3 separate regions of the Mus musculus genome follow, and all the other regions are linked to region 1. A link is a contact called in public Hi-C and HiChIP or PLAC-seq data. All regions are on one chromosome and are shown on one strand. The core of a region is the stretch at or near the end of the contact, and the rest is flanking DNA. Distances in the headings are between cores, read along the strand shown. Region 1 holds the start of Amigo1 (adhesion molecule with Ig like domain 1). Region 2 has its middle 17 kb from the start of Gm12500. Region 3 overlaps Sort1 (sortilin 1).

What was found. A called contact is a pair of places that touch in the nucleus more often than the background predicts. HiChIP or PLAC-seq counts read pairs in DNA pulled down with a chosen protein or histone mark.
Region 2: an H3K4me3 HiChIP or PLAC-seq map of intestinal villus epithelium shows a contact between it and region 1, with 5 read pairs. The contact joins the enhancer-like site here to the promoter of Amigo1 in region 1. A contact is called at or near these places in 3 of 39 promoter capture datasets (HPC-7-derived erythroid cells, liver and neutrophils), 1 of 484 Hi-C or Micro-C datasets (muscle stem cells), 1 of 115 datasets of contacts at active chromatin or transcription factors (intestinal villus epithelium) and 3 of 9 other capture datasets (adipose tissue, liver and pancreatic islet).
Region 3: a Hi-C map of liver shows a contact between it and region 1, with 2.3 times the contacts expected there. The contact joins the enhancer-like site here to the promoter of Amigo1 in region 1. A contact is called at or near these places in 1 of 484 Hi-C or Micro-C datasets (liver) and 1 of 9 other capture datasets (liver).

Annotation. Positions count from the first base shown.
Region 1 is chr3:108,183,865-108,187,920 of GRCm38.p6, forward strand. It overlaps Amigo1 (adhesion molecule with Ig like domain 1), which reads left to right and starts at 2,425. Exons shown (of 2, transcript NM_146137.3): 1 at 2,425-2,814; 2 at 3,227-4,056. The coding sequence starts at 3,323.
Region 2 is chr3:108,066,965-108,070,723 of GRCm38.p6, forward strand. No RefSeq gene overlaps it. Among named protein-coding and RNA genes, the nearest start is that of Gm12500, 17 kb to the right of the region's middle. Within about 2 kb of position 2,112, at least 67 of the 459 cell types and tissues checked have an H3K27ac peak or open chromatin away from gene starts, as enhancers often do. A contact at or near this core is called in intestinal villus epithelium, liver, muscle stem cells and 1 more, where this site is marked.
Region 3 is chr3:108,309,992-108,314,262 of GRCm38.p6, forward strand. It overlaps Sort1 (sortilin 1), which reads left to right. Exons shown (of 20, transcript NM_019972.3): 3 at 153-226. Among named protein-coding and RNA genes, the nearest start is that of Sort1, 28 kb to the left of the region's middle. Within about 2 kb of position 1,915, at least 26 of the 459 cell types and tissues checked have an H3K27ac peak or open chromatin away from gene starts, as enhancers often do. A contact at or near this core is called in liver, where this site is marked.

The DNA.
Region 1 (4,056 bases), core at 1,175-3,674:
CTGGCTGTCTTGGAACTCTCTCTGTAGACCAGGCTGGCCTAGAACTCAGAGATCACCTGCCTTTGCCTCTCTGCCTCTGCCTCTCAGCCTCTGCCTCTCTGCCTCTGCCTCTGCCTCTGCCTCTGCCTCTGCCTCTGCCTCTGCCTCTGCCTCTGCCTCTGCCTCTGCCTCTGCCTCTGCCTCTGCCTCTGCCTCTGCCTCTGCCTCTGCCTCTGCCTCTGCCTCTGCCAAGTATTATGATTAAAAGGGTGTACCACAACCACCTGGCTTAGGTACCAACCCTTAAAACTGATGTCCAGCTCAAAGGGCCCTTTTCCTTTTTGTTACCTTGTTTTCCCTACCTTCAAACATAGTAGAAAGAGGAATGGGATAGACGGATAGACAGATAGAAGGATAGACAGTTAGATGAGAGCCTAGAATGCTGGAGTCTAAAGGAAATGTAGGGGAGGGCAAAGCAGAGTAGGGGGAACATGCATTTTTTCCAGGGATATTTGCATAAAATACAATGATAGTATTTCCTTGTCAGCTATTGAATAAGGATAGTGGATTTATAGGCGTTCATTGCATACTTTCAGTATGATTGAAAAATTTTCAAAATTAAAAAATAGATGCGTTGGGCAGTGGTGGTGCACATCTTTAATCCCAGCACTTGGGAGGCAGAGGCAGATGGATTTCTGAGTTCGAGGCCAGCCTGGTCTACAGAGTGAGTTCCAGGACAGCCTACATAGAGAAACCCTGTCTCGAGAAAAACCCAAAGGAAAGAAAGAAAGAAAGAAAGAAAGAAAGAAAGAAAGAAAGAAAGAAAGGAAGATGCAACTTCAGAGACCATGTGTATGATAACAGCTTCAAGAGGTCCCCCAGCAATCCTCTTCTACTGGAATTCATGCCCTTGTGTGGTCTCTTTCCATCAGGATCTGTCTCTGTGAACAAAGTGGAGATGGCAGCAAGACTTGAAAGAGCTGGGTCATTGTGACTTCTGTCTTGCAGGCTCTTGGATCTCTCACCTGCCAGAAGCTGTTCCATCAGGGCACTTAAGCAGTCTTGAGACCTGACCTGGAGAGTCATTGAGGTTTCTTGACAACAACAGCCAACCATCTGAGGGACTCATGTGACCCTCTGTGAAAGCTGACCCTCCCGTCCCAGTCAAGTTTTCTGATGACCGAGCTTCCACGTGGCATGTGCCTGTAACTGAGAAATACCCTAGCATCTCTAGCCAACAGAAATTGTGTTTCACAGCCATTGATTTCCTGATTCCTCTTTCCTTCTCCTCCAAAAAGGACTACTCACCCTTCTCGACTTTTCACCATGCCTGGATTAAACAGGAAAGAGGAAAAAAAAAAATCTTTCCAGATCATGCATAAGTTTAATGTGCTAATACCCCTAGAAGAGATAATACAGTCACTTAAATTCACAGTAAAACATGGGAGAGATCTAGCTTTTTTCTTTTTTAAACTCTTAGCAAGCTAATTTGTTGAGAGGTTAATTTCAGGTGTGGTCTTGCTACTGTAAAAGACTGGAAAGAAAAACTTGCTAATTTCTCCCTCTGTGCCCAGTATCTCAAGAATGAATTCTTGGATGACATGGTCTTGGTCATTCCTGGGCCTTGCCCCCAATCATCAATTTTCATACTTTGATTAACAGCTTCTTTGTGCTTAGGGAGGCCATCTTACAGAAACCATCTTACAGAAAACACCTCAACGCCCACCACTGGTCTTCACCTTTGAGAATTAATAGAGAAAGTATCAAGATCTGACAACCAGGAAGTGCAGGTACTGCTTCGGGAAGAAGATAAATGGGAGAGCTGGATAGGACGGGAAGTGGGGAGGCAAGGTGGGTTGTCTGTGGAAGGACACGCCTCCCAAGCCCAGTCGTGACTAGCAAGCTTGCAGGCTAAGCAGCTGTGTTCTTCTATGGTACTCCAAGAAGTATAGACTAGTGACATCAAAAGTAGAGAGGGAAGAACAAAAACAAAAACAAAAAAGCAAAATAAAGCTCTTCTCCCAAATTTTAGTGACTTCACAGCTGCGCAGAGAAAGCAGAAGGAACGAAAAAAAAAAAAAAAAAAAACGTGACTAATGAATTTCCCGCCAACACTGACAGCGGGAGGCGAGCCAGATTTCTTTAATTTGGAAAATTAAAAGACGCGTGCCGCTTCTTGTCCCAGAGTCAGTTCACTGGTTCCAGCGAACTCACTACTCTTAGACTTACTTTTCCCGACAGGGGGTTTGGGTAGGAGGAACGTTACTGGGGCATGAAGAGAATGGAGAAAGGGAGGCTAGGGAAGAGAGGCGCTTTGAGGGGCCACGCTCGCTAGCTCTGGGCCCAGCCCGGGATGGCAGAGGAAATGACCCCCGACTGCAGCCGGCAGCCCGCGCGTCCGCCGGGAGCCGGAGACAAACACACGCACGTGCGCCCCGCCCCCGCCGCGCGCACGCGCCCGGAGGCTCCGGCGGCGGCGGCGGCGGGCGGCGGCGGGCGGGCGGGCGCGCGCGCGGTGCTCGCTGCCCCCACGCTGCTCCCTCGGCTGGGATCGCGGCGTCTCCCGCTCGCCGCACTGCTTCTCGCCTGGCCCGTGGCTCCGGAGGCGGCAGTCGTGCCAGGTGGGCTCGGGTGGACGGGCGCGGCGGTCCGGGCGCGGCGGCGGCGCGGGTGGACAGCGCGGAACCCAGCAAGTTCCTCGCAGGCGATGTCGCCGGGCGCGGGCCCCTACGTACGCTGGGCGCTGTGACAGGCCGGCCGGGGAGGCGCGGACGGGGGAGGCCGCGACGGAGCTCCTGGACTGGCCATGGGCTGAGACGCATCCTCGCCGAGCAGGTGCAGTGACCCGAGGGTCTAGGGAGGGAACCCGCGCCACAGGCCCCGGGAACCTTCGGCCCTTCTCAGCCTAGTACCCTGTTGACCTTCCCTGGGTTCCTCGGGAAAGGCCCTGATGACCCCGCCTCCAAACCCAGAGCTTGCAATCCCTGGTGACACCCCACCACTGCCACCACAGGGGACACGCTGTGTACACTCTCACTCTAGACCGGCGACCCCAGCCCACTGGGCCTTTGCGCCTATGCCTCTGATGTCCTAGTATTTTGAGCCCACAGCCTGCCTCACTGTGCCTGGGAACTACCCGGGATAGCTTACCCTCTCTGCTCACCAAAGGGTGGGAGAGGAAAGTGGGAGTGGTGGTCTTTCCCTCTTGAGTCTTTGGTGACTACAAACCCATCCTCTTTCTCCCAAGCCTGTAGTGAAAGTGACCCTTCCATACTCCACCAGAACATGCCGGGGTGACTCCCTCCCAGATCCTGTGGCCTTCCTCGCTCTTCCCAGTGACACTATGCAACCCCAGCGTGACCTGCGAGGCCTCTGGCTCCTGCTGCTCTCCGTGTTCCTGCTTCTCTTTGAGGTAGCCAGGGCCGGCCGATCTGTGGTTAGTTGTCCCGCCAACTGCCTGTGCGCCAGCAACATCCTCAGCTGCTCCAAGCAGCAGCTGCCCAATGTGCCCCAATCTTTGCCCAGCTACACAGCACTGCTGGACCTCAGCCACAACAACTTGAGCAGGCTGCGGGCCGAGTGGACCCCCACCCGGCTGACCAACCTGCACTCCCTGCTGCTGAGCCACAACCACCTGAACTTCATCTCCTCCGAGGCCTTCGTCCCCGTACCCAACCTTAGGTACTTGGACCTCTCCTCCAACCATCTTCACACGCTGGATGAGTTCCTGTTCAGCGACCTGCAGGCGCTGGAAGTGCTGTTGCTCTACAATAACCACATTGTGGTGGTGGACCGGAATGCCTTTGAGGACATGGCCCAGCTGCAGAAACTCTACTTAAGCCAGAATCAGATCTCTCGCTTTCCTGTGGAACTGATCAAGGATGGGAACAAATTACCCAAACTGATGCTCTTGGATCTGTCCTCCAACAAGCTGAAGAAGTTGCCCCTGACTGACCTGCAGAAATTGCCAGCCTGGGTCAAGAATGGGCTATACCTGCATAACAACCCCTTGGAGTGCGACTGCAAGCTCTACCAGCTCTTTTCGCACTGGCAGTACCGGCAGCTGAGCTCTGTGAT
Region 2 (3,759 bases), core at 862-3,361, 120 kb before region 1:
CCAGAGGTCCTGAGTTCAAATCCCAGCAACCACATGGTGGCTTATGACCATCTGTAATAAGAGCTGATGCCCTCTTCTGGTGTGTCTGAAGACAGCTACAGTACTTACATATAATAAATAAATACATAAATTCATAAATAAATACATAAATCTTTTAAAAAGAAAAATCGTGATAAGGATGTTAAAGTGTGGCTCTCCACAGTTGATGGCTTCTGCAGGGGTGGGGTGGGGAAGTTTTCTTTATGGGGATGGCTACTGGGAGTGTGACACTGCTGCTGCTGCTGCTGTTCCTCCTCCTCCTCCTCCTCCTCCTCCTCCTCCTCCTCCTCACCTCCCCTCCCGCTCCCCTGACCTCTCCCCTTCCTTTTTCTTCTTTTTGGGAGGGACCACAAGTATGGGGGAGAGGGGTGCTGGAACGACTGGGAAGTGAGTGTGATCAGGGTGCATGAAATGAAATTTCCAAATAATAATAAAAATATTATGTTGAAAAAAAGAGTGCCCTTAGTGGAGGCCCCGGAGTTAGAGAAGTTGGTACCTTGCCTTTGAGGAGGATATTAGGACCCTGTGTGATGCCTCCTGGTCTCCAGGAGGTAAAGGGACCTTCTCCATCACATGCTCCCTCTACTGAGTGCTGTGCTGTCACCAGTCCATAGCGAAAGGAGCAAGTGGACACGGATGCAGGCCTCTGAATGTGAGCCAAGATAAACTTCTCCTTCTTTTAAGTTACCCCAGGTTTCTGCCCCAGTGACAACGTTAACACACTCTGACACACTGTCACTTATTAACATGAGCTCTCAGAAAAAGTTATGGACTCTGAGCTTTCGTTCTCTTGCCTAGAGAGATTTGGACTTGTCCCCACCTCTCAGCATGCATGCTCTCAATCTTTTGTCAGACTGTGCCAGCCAATCATGACACTATGGCTACTTATACAGCCCTGTTTTTTGTTTGTTTATTTTGTTTTGTTTTGTTTTTCGAGACAGAGTTTCTCTGTGTAGCCCTGGCTGTCCTGGAACTCACTCTGTAGACCAGGCTGGCCTTGAACTCAGAAATCCACCTGCCTCTGCCTCCCAAGTGCTGGGATTAAAGGCGTGCGCCACCACTGCCCGGCACAGCCCTGTTTTTTTAAAACACACACATAGGCTAGTGAGATGGCTCAGTGGTTAAGAGCGCCGACTGCTCTTCCGAAGGTCCCAAGTTCAAATCCCAGCAACTACATGGTGGCTCACAACCATCTGTAACGAAATCTGATGCCTTCTTCTGGAGTGTCTGAAGACAGCTACAGTGTACTTACATATAATAAATAAATAAATCTTAAAACACACACACACACACGTTAAAGGTCAGTAGACAATCTCAGATATAATTCTCTAGAACATTGTCTACCTCATTTGAGACAATTAGGCTAGACTAGCTGGCCAGCGATCCCCAGTGAGCCTCCTGCCCGCACCTCCCCAGCTCTGGGATTCTGGGAACTGATCTTAGGTCTTTGTACTTGAGAGGCAAGTGCTATACCAGCTGTTACCTGTTACCCCCCTAGGCCCTAACCACTGATCTTCCTTTTTAGTTGTACTCATTATTTTTATTTTATGTGCATGGGTGTTCTGCTTACATGGATGTCTGCGCACCATATTCCTACCGAGGTCAGAAGTTGGATCTCCTACAACTGGAGTTGCAGACAATTGTGAGCTGCCACGTTGGTGTTGGAGAGTGTCTGGAAGAACTGCCAGTGTTATTAACCACTTAGCCAGCCCTCCAGCCATTAACTACAGATTTTTGTTTGGTTAGTTAGCTTTGGTTTTTTTAAAGACAGAGTTTCTCTGCATAGCCTTGGCTGTCCTGGAAATTGCTCTGTAGATCAGACTGACCTTAAACTCAGAGATCCCTCTGCCTCTCTGCCTCTCTGCCTCTCTGCCTCTCTGCCCCTCCCCCCCCCCCCCACCTCTGCCCCTGCCTCTGCCTCCCAAGTGCTGAGCCTAAAGGCATGGGCTGCCACCACCCAGCTTAACTACAGCTCTTAACTGCCTTTCTAAATGCTCTTCTCCACTCCCACAGCTATCAGCCACATCTAGCTCACTCCTGCCAGGAAGAGGCAGGACATTGTCCCTTCTCAGAGACAACTTCTGCCCTCAACCAGATACAGACGTTAAGGGCCACAGTAGAGTGGCTGAGGGGTCAGCTCTGTACTTCCTCAACCTCACTGAACCTGGTGTTTCTCTTTGGGGGCAGGAGAATGCCAGACTTGGAGGTGAATGCCTGCAATCTCAGTACTTACGCCGAGTGAGGCAGAATGACTGCTGTTAATTCAAAGCCAGCCAGGGCTACGGAGTGAGTCAAGCAAGCTTGGGATAGAGAAAGCACCTCCGCATCAAAATGAAAGAGTGGGAATATGATGCCGGCTGACATGCAAAGCAGCCCTTAGTACATTGCACACACTCACACAGAAAGAACTTGGACCTCTGTGTTCAGGGTGCTATAAACACACCCTAGTCCCCTCATTTCCTCAGGATCCCAGGTTGGGGTAGGCAGGACTTTACTCCTCTACCTGTTTGTATGTTTCAGGGCTGACTTGCCCAGCCAAGAGGCTCACAACCAGGCCAGTTTTTCAGGAGCGAAGTGGAGTTGGACATCTAACCCTCCATGTGGCTGCTTTGCTGACAGGAGCCAGGCTGCACTGCAGCAGAGACAGCAGTTCTGCTCAGCTTGTCCAACCAGGAAGAAGAACCAATCTGAAGGCTGGACCTGAGGCTGAACCAATCTTATCTGGAAGCGGGCGGGGCGGAGGGTAGGGCTCTCCTGAGCTCTGTGCAGACCCAGCATCTGATTCTGAGGACGCTCCCCTCCAAGAGTAACCAACATTCAAACGCACACACATCCTCATTCGATGTAACTCGTCTTTGGTTTAAAGGGGCCCCTTTGACTTGCTTTGGAAGCCGCTTTTGAAGTTACCCGACTGAGTAACTCCTTTAGTTTAGAACTGGCTATGGCTACAGTCATGCTGCGGATTCTGGAGCGTTTGCCAAATGCAGTTTACAAATTGTTTCCAAATATAATGACATTTGTAGGGATACTAAAATTAACAAATATTGAAGTTGACATGCTAGGTTTTGAAGGCATTTCTTTAAACATTTGTTAGTTTCAGTTTCTCCTCTTTTCTTATTTTACAGCCTCCAAAGTTCTAGCTTCCCAGCCATCTTTGAGCCTTTGAAAGCCTACTCCACAGATTTACATCCAGAACTAGGGACCGGGGTCACTCCTAACTCCAGATGCTACAGGAGCCCCGTGGCTTCTAGCTGCAGAGACCACCTACCCTAAGTCATCGACCAGGCAAGGTCAAGTTGAGGGGCTTTGCTCCCATATAGAAAACAAAGTGAACTATTGAACATTAGGATAAACATGAGTTAATGTTTAAATGTTCTATTGGACTTTCCTTTAATAAATTCACCCAGGAGGTAATAGTGTGACAAGGTTTGGATGAGCACAAGAAATGTCCCCACCTGCTCCTCTCTGGCTCCCCAGGAGGGGGCGCCGCAGAGCAGCCCAGGTTGCTGTCTACTTGGCTAGGATTTACAGTTGTAGTGCCTAGGTGTAGACTTCACAATGTGCTAGGCCGAGGGCCACAAGGGGAAGGTTCTTCTGCTGTTTGCACACACCATTTGGGGCATTTTAAAGCATTGATTTTAAAAGTCCCCACCACCAATCTCAACCCAGCAAATGAGAAGGAGTTCCCGCCCCAGCAAGGACTACATAACGAGTTCAAGG
Region 3 (4,271 bases), core at 665-3,164, 130 kb after region 1:
TCACGGACCCACGTTCCTTGGCCCTTCCTAGACTTCAGCTATGTTGCATTACAGGTTTCTAGAAAGCAGAGCTGTCACCATCAGTCTTTGAGACGCAGCTTATCGTCATTGTCTATCATCTCTTATCAACAGAATGCTTTTGTCCCCTGCAGGTTATTCTCGTCCTGACCACTTTCCAAGTGCCTCTGGTAATTGTGAGCTTTGGACAGTCCAAGTTGTATCGAAGGTGAGACAGATAACACGTCCCAGGGACATTTGACCACACAGGAACGACAAAGGTTCTGCCTTAACTGTCACAATATTTCAACAGTTAATTTTGATCTTAGAAGTCCAGCAGACTATGGTGCTCAGCCCACTTTTGGATAACAATGTAGCAACCTTAAGAAAAAAATGAGAAGGGACTTACCTGGAAGGAGAGGAGGTTGATGACACCAGGTAAAGGCTGGCGCTACAGGCGCGTGTACCCATGCGAATCTCATGGATTCTTACTGACAGAAAGGCAGTGTGGTTTTTCTGCATCTATATGCTATGAATCGATTTTTTAAAAAAAATTTTCAAACAAACTTTTATTTAATGTTTTGGAGTCTAAATGGGTTATTTTTATGATGGTGCATGGTCATTTCTGCCTAGGAAGGGAGCTTTTTAGATCACCCTATTTCAGTCAACCTCGTTACTACAGTTCACACTAGGTGATGAGGGTGGGAACATGTGTCATGACATCGGTGTGTCTTCTGCAACTTGAATAGTAGGCTCCATTCCTCAGCAGGATGCAGAGCTGCTAGCACTCTAAAGTAAGTCATTATCGTCTTTATCCTGTATTTCTGTCCCATCTCTTCCCAAGGGACCTAAATGAATCACAAAATCCCAGCAGCCCATTCTAGAAACACCACAGGAGCCAGAGGCCTCTGGGAGCCCTGCTGGGCTGTAACTCTTCTTCACTTGATTGTTCTACAGCTGCTCTTGGCCCAGGTGCAGGGAACTGATGCTGAGGCTCTGAAATGCTTCAACCCCACTTCCCTCCTCCAGCAGGTGTGATCTTTGACTTCTCTGCCCAGGGGCCTGGAGCCAGAGCACTCTATTGAGCACAGCAATGCTGGCTTAAAATAAGCAAATACTTCTGTAGGCCAAGGAGTCAGTCACATGTTGGAATTGCCAAAGCCCCATGAAGGCTGGGCACTGCACTAACTGGAGACTCTCTAGCTGCTGGCCAAGTTATTAATACAGAGTAGGCAGGCAGAGTGTTAGTTGAGTGAACAAATAGCTGCTTGGCTGGATGCCTTGACTTCTGTGAGTTTTTATACCAAGCATGTGGTTTTCCTTGTTTCTTATGGATTGTCAGTATATTATAGAGTCTGGGTATTAAAAAGGCCCATAGACGGTGCCATTGTTTATGTAATTAGAACAGCAGCTAAATAATCAAAGCTAGTCTCCTGTTTGGAGAGGAAAAGATATATTTAAAACTTTGTAGACTGAATTTAGTACCTGTTTCTAGCACTTAAGAATCCTTGCTCTAAGTCGGGCATTGGTGGCATATGCCTTTAATCCCAGCACTTGGGAGACAGAGGCAGGCAGATTTCTGAGTTCAAGGCCAGCCTGGTCTACAAAGTGAGTTCCAGGACAGCCAGGGCTACACAGAGAAACCCTGACTCAAAGAATTAAAAAAAAAAAAAAAAAGAGTCCTTGCTCTAATGAAGTCCTGCTCAGTGTCGCCTTCCTCACTAGCTTATCTTTTTTTTTGCATCACCTTATAAAACACTTGGAAATCCTAACAGGAAGCACGAGTGACCGTGCAGAGTGTCATCTTAGTTTGTTTACAGTTCTCCCTGATTTTCCCCTCCAGTGCTCTATCTACCATGCAGCTGTATTGTCTTGGGAAGCAACACAGAAAAGCAAAGGGCTGCCAAGGTTTAGCTGGCAGGCAGGCCAAGGGTTGACTCTCTGCACTATCATTTGCAGAGTAACCTTGAACAAGTGTTGAGTTTGGTCTCTTGCTATGTATTGCAATGCTAAATACTGGCCCCGAGGTCTGGCTGCCCCTAGGGGTGAGGAGATCCTCACAAAAACCAAGTGATGCTGTGTAACCTATAAAACTATAAAGATGCCCACAGCCTAGAGCTGGGCAGAAGAAGGCGGGGCTTTGGTTCCCAGCATGGGGTCGAGGAGAGGACCACAGAAGGAAGAGAGAGAGAGAGGTGGGGAGAGGAGAAGAGGCGAGGGGGTAGGTGAATCTTAAAAAAAAAAAAAAAAAAAAAGGCCATGAGAGCTGGTCAGTTGGAGTAAGAGCTGCCCAGGCAGAGCATAGCAACTCATATGTTTTAATTAGGGTTTTACTGCTGTGAACAGACACCATGACCAAGGCAAGTCTTCTAAGGACAACATTTACTTGGGACTGGCTTACAGGTTTAGAGGTTCAGTCCATTGTCATCAAGGTGGGAACATGGCAGCATCCAGGCAGGCATGGTGCAGAAAGAGCTGAGAGTTCTATATCTTCATCTGAAGGCTGCCAAGAGAAGACTGACTTCCAGGCAGCTAGGATGAAGGCCTTAAAGCCCACACCCACAGTGTGACACACTTCCAACAAGGCCACACCTCCAAATAGTGTCACTCCCTGGGCCAAGCATATTCAAACCATCATATCATATCTTGGGGTTATTGGCAGGGAAGTAGACATAATAACATAGAGGGTTGATATCTACCTAGCTCTAGTGCTGTCTGAGGCTTATTGTAAATACAAAAGTGTTGTGTCTTTTATCTAGGAACTGAAAGATAGAAGGTGGGATAGAAACCACCAATTAATATTGATATTTACTACAACAAACAAGTCATGCAGCCTCCTAAGTGTTAGCATTTTTATCTAGGCTCCGCCCACAGTTACCTGGCAACAGCCAGGTGTGCCTGACTCACTATAAAAGGGGCTGCTCCATTCCCCTCTCTCTTGCTCTAGCTCTGTCCTCTCTTCCCGCTCTCCCTCTCTCCCCATTCCCCACCACCACCACCACATGCTCATGGCTGGCCTCTACTCCTCTGCTCTCATTCTCTGCCTTTCTCTTTCTCTACTGGTCTCTCAGATCCCCTCCCTTGTGCTGAATAAACTATTCTATACAGGGGGAAGGGATGCCTCAGCATGGGCCGGCAGAGGCACCCCTTTTTCCCCCCACACCTTACCGCACCTACACCAAACATATTCCTTCTCTCTTTATCTTTATAAAACACAATACAAAGACTTTCTATTAGTTTTAAAGGAGGATGATAGCAGTGCTCACCTCAGGGTCACCATGAGGTGAGGACTCTGCAATGCATGGCATGGAGTGACAGAGAGAGCTTGGTCTAGAGTAGGCAGCTGCCAGCATTGCTGCCCTAGTTGTCAAAGTGACTGGGAAGTCTTCCAGGGTGGATGGTATAAAGCGATGGCCCCCACATTCTTCCACTTCTGTTAATGCAGAAGCGGCTGCACAAGCTCTTGTTCCCTCAGTAGCTGCTAGTGGGTCTTGTACACTCGCTATTCTCATATTGTCAGACTGACACAGTTTACTTAATTGTTACTCTTTTGGACAGCTAGTTAAAAGGTGGCCAGTTTTTCACTGAAACTAATGGTTCTAGGATGCACCTTGTCACAGGCTGCTCCTTTCCAGTTCGTTCTTCAGTGGCAAATGGAAACCTGATTATTGATGACTCTATGTTTTGAAGGCTGTTTATTAAGCTCCCCCTTTCTATGCTGTCTTGTCTTCCATACATAACGCTTCAAGCCAGTTTTCTCTTGTGCCTAATAATTTTTTGTGTGTGTTTGCTTTGTTTACTACAAAGATCTTGCCCCGAGTGGCTGCAGTTGGAGCTAATGAGTTCCGGAGTCTGCCCATGGCGATGAACCCCATCCTTTTCAGTAATGTGCTTAGAGTCATAGGCACTGTTTAAATACTGACCACAGGCCGACTCAAGCCTTTCGCCTGATTTTTGAGAGAAAACCCGCTTTGCTAACACACCCTTTACTAGAGAGCTGCCTTGCTTGTTTGCGGAATGGTGTCCTGTTAACAAGGCTCTTTTTCTTCTTGGCTCTGTGATATTGCTGCCATAGTCTTTACCAGTCATTCTGAATATTCATTATCTCTCCTCGTTGTGAACTGAGATAGGATTCTGTCTCCTGTTGCAGAGTTTAGGAGGAAACTGTAAATACGCCCTGCTGGCTCTTCAGCTGAGCTGGCCTGCCCTGGCCTGAAATGACTTTGTTGAGCTCGCCAGCCAAAGTGCACCTGTTGCTTCAGAAATGGAAAAGG